2 separate regions of the Zea mays genome follow, and region 1 is linked to region 2. Evidence: chromatin contacts called from public Hi-C data. All regions are on one chromosome and are shown on one strand. The core of a region is the stretch at or near the end of the contact, and the rest is flanking DNA. Distances in the headings are between cores, read along the strand shown.

Region 1 (2,758 bases), core at 235-2,734, 180 kb after region 2:
CATCATTGACTGCTCCCTCTTCTTTGATACCTTGCAAGTTTTGTCTAAAATACATCCTTTGTTGTGTGTTTGTCCGTTATCACCTTAACCCTTGTCATCCCTCGATCTTTACTTTGATGCTTATCCTATACCTGCATTTTAAAGCCGCCTTCCCCATTTCAGTTCAAGAGTGATGTCTTACCCATCCCGCTCTTGTTCGTTCCCTTTTTCCTTTGCTACACCCAGCACAGTTTTAGGACCTGCTCGTTTTAATCTCAATCTACGTGGATTGGATGTGATTAAATGAGTTTAAATTCCTAGTAATCTCATCAATTCCAATCCACATGGAACGAGGATAACCAGAGAGAGGCTTTGTTTGGTTATTTAAATTCAATGTGGAGTAGAGTGTATTGTAATGAATTGTGATGAATTTTGACTTAGGAAATATCAGTTGATGTCAATAGCGCGACGACAGTGGAACAAGCAGAAGAGCAGCAACGTGGGATGCATTGGTACATGGCGGGCTTCTTCGTTGCCGCCGCGCGCGTCCAACCGGAGACAATCAGACAAAGCTTCGTGTTGGCCCCGGAACGAAGGAAGCAACGACGAGCCCGACGGGCCCCTTGCGGTTGCGGTTGCCGGCCGTCTTGGCTCTGCCACTCGCTTCGCGGGCAAGCATTCGCCGCCACGGCAAGCCCGTCATCCCTTGCTTCCCTCGCCCGCCGCCCGGGAAGAGGCCACATTCACATCACATCAGACCGATCTGATCGCCGGAGACACGTTTCGTGGCGTCGCCCGCACGTACCAACCGCCCCCGGCCCCGCCGGTGCCAAGCAAATCTTACGACGCGGGACACGGCCGGGGTCCTGTCGTCCTGCGCTGCTGCTGCTGCGTCTTCGTAGTCGACGTGAGCCGCGGCGGCCGCGGTTGAGGGTAACCACCCGTCCATCCAGCTGCATCGCAACCACTCCAACCAAAGGACGCGAAGAAGGCCGGCGTCCCTGATCTCCATCTCCATCTCCATCTAGTTAACGAGGTAGGCCGTGTCGGAACTGCTCCACCTTCTCCACGCCCGTGTGTCTCTTTCCAGATCAGGTTTGTGTTCATTGTCGTCTCCTCCCGTCCCCTTCGCTTCAGCTCAACCAATGCCAGTACAATCATCCTCGTGTGCTAAGAAAACATGACATAATTAAATCATTGCTTCCCTTCAAGCGTCTTTCCGCGTTTCCAACGCTTAGCCGCTAATCATCGCTGTCCACCCAATCAAAATTAAACACCATACCCGTGGCTCCGGTGCTTATTACAAAATCCAAGATTTTAAAACATCTATAGTATTTCGTTTTTTCTACTGTGTGACGCGCAGGGACACGCCGACCTGTCGCCTCGGATCCGGAGGACTGTTTGTTGTCAGATCTCACCGCGTTGGCCCAGTCAAAGCCCAGCCCAACCGATACCACGCCAGGGGTATAAAGCACCAGCCCGAGCAGGCGGCGAGATGCGGAAGTGGACGAGGAAGCTGGGCCACACCCTCTCCCGCATCGTCACGACCAAGCCGCGCTTCGCCTTCTCCCAGCCCAGGCCTAGGCCCAGGCCCAGGCCCGCACAACCCGGTCTGCCTTCCTCACAACCCGTCTCGATCCCGCCGCAGCCGCCGGAGCTTCCCCCCTTCGTCCCCACCGCCATGCCGCACCACGGCAGCCACCGCCCGCCGGCGCCGCCGCCGGGGGGCCCCGTGTTCCCGCGCGCAACGTCCACGGTGGTGCCCGACCCGTCCCGCTTCTTCGCGCCGCCGCTCCTCGCCGCGCCGCTCCCCACCAACTCCTTCTTCCAGAACTTCGTGCTCAAGAACGGGGACCAGCCGGAGTACGTCCACCCGTACTCCGTCCGCTCCCCCGGAGGCGCCGCTCTCGACATCTGCTACCCTTCGCGGAACCACTCGCCGTCCTTCGTCATCCAGACCTTCGTCCCCGACCTCACCGTCTCCGACGCCGCCGGGAGCGCGCAGCGCCACTGCGTCTCGGCTTTCGACGACCTCTCCGTCACGCTCGACGTCTCCCCGTCCCTCCGCGCGCACCTCGTCCGCGGATGCCCGTACGTCACCGTCACCACCACGGCCGGCGCCGTCGACATCTCCGTCGCGTCCGTCCATGCCTTCCTCGACGTCGCCTCCTGCGACGACTCCGGCACCAAGTGGCGCCTCGGGATGAACAGCGGCCAGACCTTCCTCCTCTACGCGTCGGCCCCGATCCGCCTCGCGCAGACCACCACCACGCAGCTCTCCGCGCCTGGCTTCGCCGGAGCCATCCGGGTCGCCTACCTCCCCGACGCGTCCATGGAGCCGGTCCTCGACCGCTACAGCCGCTGCTTCCCGACCGCCGGCCACGCGGCCCTGAGCCGGCCCTTCTGCGTCGACTACGCCTGGCGCAAGGACGGGCCCGGGGAGCTGCTCATGCTCGCGCATCCGCTCCACCTCCGCCTGCTCGCCGACGACTGCCCCGTGCGGGTGCTCGACGACTTCCGGTACCGGAGCATCGACGGCGATATGGTCGGCGTGGTCGGCGACGCCTGGGTCCTGCGCACCGACCCTGTTTCCCCGACGTGGCACTCGACCCGCGGCGTTAGCGAGGACGGCGTCGCCGAAGTGGTGGCCGCGCTGCGAGCTGACGTGGCCGGCCTCGCGTCCACCGCGATAACCACCACTTCGTCCTACTTCTACGGGAAGGCGATCGCGCGGGCGGCGCGGCTGGCGCTGATCGCGGAGGAGGTGGGGTGCCCCGAC
Region 2 (2,778 bases), core at 149-2,648:
CATATACATGGAGCAATCTCATTCTTGTTTTCTCAAAGAAATCGTTAGTCCACATATTTTGTCATTAATTACCAAGCGTTACTTAGGGACCTAGAAGCTCACACCCTTCCCTTACATTGGAGTTTGAGATCAAAAGATTCACTCCTTGAGCTGCAATTTGGGCCACCATGGTGACTCATGTCTCCTAGTTCTAGTCAACCCAGCACAAATAGAGTGATCGTCTGGACCAGATACATTGGTCTAGAGCTATGACTTGTGTATCTAGTCACCAGTTTGGGGCTCTCTGAAGTTTACAGTTGCTTTAATATATTGTCTAGTCAGTACCGGAGAATAAATGTATAAAACAATCTCCACATTTGATTTGTCCTCCTATGGTGTCTTCAGATAATTCTTGTCCCCTTTTTGCATCACAATGCTTAGATTTTCGCGGTTGTCATCCCTACTTTTAGTAGGGGCACGCTTCACTTACTGGTATCCAAATCTCAGTACGCTTGTTGTCAAGCGACCAATTAATAATTTCCAATGCTAGTGATTGAATATCAAGATGTAGCAGAAGTCGTAGGTTCCACAAATTTGTAGCATGTGAAGAAGAGTTCAGGAACCGCTGGAGTCCAGTGAGAGATGATGAGCAGCCATGGTCGCGCTGCTGTGGGACGCGGCCTCGCGCTTCAGTTTAGTTTGATGACAAGGGAATTGAAGGGATCCATGGGAAAGGAAATTTCTTCTTATACAATTTTGTATAGCAAAAGATTTTCTCTCCAATAAATCACCTCCAATTCTCTTGTTACCAATCCAGCTCTTCAGGCCGAAGGCGACGCGCAGGGTGCGGTTAAAGTCGGCCACGGAGACATGGCCCGGCGAGCGACACGGGTCACACCCATGTCCTTGTGGAAGGTTGAGCCGACCAGAATCCACTAGAAGCAATGCACCTTCTGGTCGTTGTCCACATCACCAGAAGAACATGGTGAACTTGCCCACCCACAACACTTCATTTGGTTGGGCAGGAGCCATTGGGGAAGACAAAGTTGGGGACGGAGTGGTTCTTGGTGCATGCGAGCACCGCTGCTAGCTCTGAGAGAGGCTTGAGGCTTTATCCGTTTGTGCGGGATTGTACTCGGAATCATTCCATCTAATCAAAGTTTATATAAATTAAAGAAGCAATCTAGATAGGAATCATTTCATCCCATTAATCTATAACAAATGAATAGGGCCTGAGGGTGTACTGGTAGGCGTGGGCCAAGGTAACACACGTACGACTCGGTCCTCTACTATATAATTTAAAGAATCAATCCAGCTAGGAATCATTCCAGTCCATTAATCTGTAACAAACGAACGAGGTCTGAGGTGTACTAGCGGATGTGGGCCATGGCCAGTGGGTCATTGTAGCACGTGTACGGCTTAGTCCTCTACTCTCTTTATATCCCGTTAACATACATAGTTGGCGGAGCGGTTCCCATCCACCCTGGATGTCACCGAACGTTCGCACCACTCCTACCGCTTGCACCTCATGTAGCACGTTGATCTACCCTTGCCCTTCTACCACTTTCTACTCCCGTTGGCCATGATGGTTGGCGGTAGCGGCTCGGTCACCATGGGGTGCCATGGTCGCGACGGTGGCGATCGATGCCCCATTTCCTTATTTCGCTTCATTTTCTTCTTCTGCTTCATACTTGTCATCCTCCTCTGAGAGAGAGACCGCCTCAAAAAAGGAATTTGTCAGTCGTAGGTAGGCCCGAATTTCGAAGAGATTAGAAACACTGGAGCTCGATTTAATTCGATTAGATTTGATTCAGGGAGTAGAGAAAAAGAAAGACAGACCTTTGGGCATCCTGGCCAACAATGACTCCTCTAGCTCCATCCGGATACTAGAGTCCATATGCTCCTAGAGCTGGTGCCTAGCCTTGCCTACACCAACCATAACAAGTTTTCATCTGACCCTCCTCAACATGGCAAAAGCCAAGTTCTGAAATGAAACTCTGTGTTGACTGCTGAAGAAATGGAGGTTTTTGTTTAAGCTGGACAGTGCTTGCATGATAGAGAGAAGTCAACCCATGTTTTGATTTGACGCCTGTCAAGGGTTCTAATGGGGAAATTGCTTCAAGCATGCCCAAGGGGGAACCCCCGAGGCTAGAGATGCTCTCTTGACTGATGGAGCCCACTTGTAACCATGCATTGATGGGGACAAACTTTTAGGTCAAATGATGCTGAAAAGGAAAAACTATGGTAAGCCTGTTGTCAAGGCAGAAACACCAAAGAGAAGGAGGACGACCCGACAAACCTCAAGCAAAAAGTTTGTTGCTGCTCAGTCTAAGTCAGCGGTGACTGGAAAAGGTCAAGTTAAGGGGGCAAGAAGAAAGATAGTGATCAAGATGTTACAGAGGAGTCTTCTTTGGTGGATTGGGATAATTTGCCGAGAGACAGCGATGAAAAAAAGAGGAGGAGGAACTTCCCCTTAATCATCATGAGAAACGGTCAATGGCACAACATGATCTTGGTGTCTCTATCCTGCCAAAAGTTCAGGCTAACTTTGAGGGTTTGGACTTGTCATTTTACACCATCGAGTTGGACGAAATCGTTCCTAACCAACCGTTGATAGGTAAGGTTGCACTTTCTATGTTGGCTGATATACCTGAGGTTCGTGATGTAGACATGGGTAAGAACAGCAGGGCGAGTGACCGGTGAGCCCCAAGCACTAGTAGTCCCTCCCTGTGATCCATAGATGGAAGGTGGAGGAAATCCGAGTTATGAAAACACTAAGATAGGAACCGTCTCATGGCT

The links. A called contact is a pair of places that touch in the nucleus more often than the background predicts.
Region 1: a contact with region 2 is called in a Hi-C map of ear, with 4 times the contacts expected there. The contact joins the promoter of LOC100216714 here to the enhancer-like site in region 2. A contact is called at or near these places in 3 of 25 Hi-C or Micro-C datasets (bundle sheath, ear and tassel) and 1 of 3 datasets of contacts at active chromatin or transcription factors (leaf).

Annotation. Positions count from the first base shown.
Region 1 is chr7:108,814,655-108,817,412 of Zm-B73-REFERENCE-NAM-5.0, forward strand. It overlaps LOC100216714 (glycosyl hydrolase family 81 protein), which reads left to right and starts at 1,485. Exons shown (of 1, transcript NM_001143119.1): 1 at 1,485-2,758. The coding sequence starts at 1,661.
Region 2 is chr7:108,635,458-108,638,235 of Zm-B73-REFERENCE-NAM-5.0, forward strand. No RefSeq gene overlaps it. Among protein-coding and RNA genes, the nearest start is that of LOC103632693, 12 kb to the left of the region's middle. Within about 2 kb of position 1,399, at least 11 of the 20 cell types and tissues checked have an H3K27ac peak or open chromatin away from gene starts, as enhancers often do. A contact at or near this core is called in ear, where this site is marked.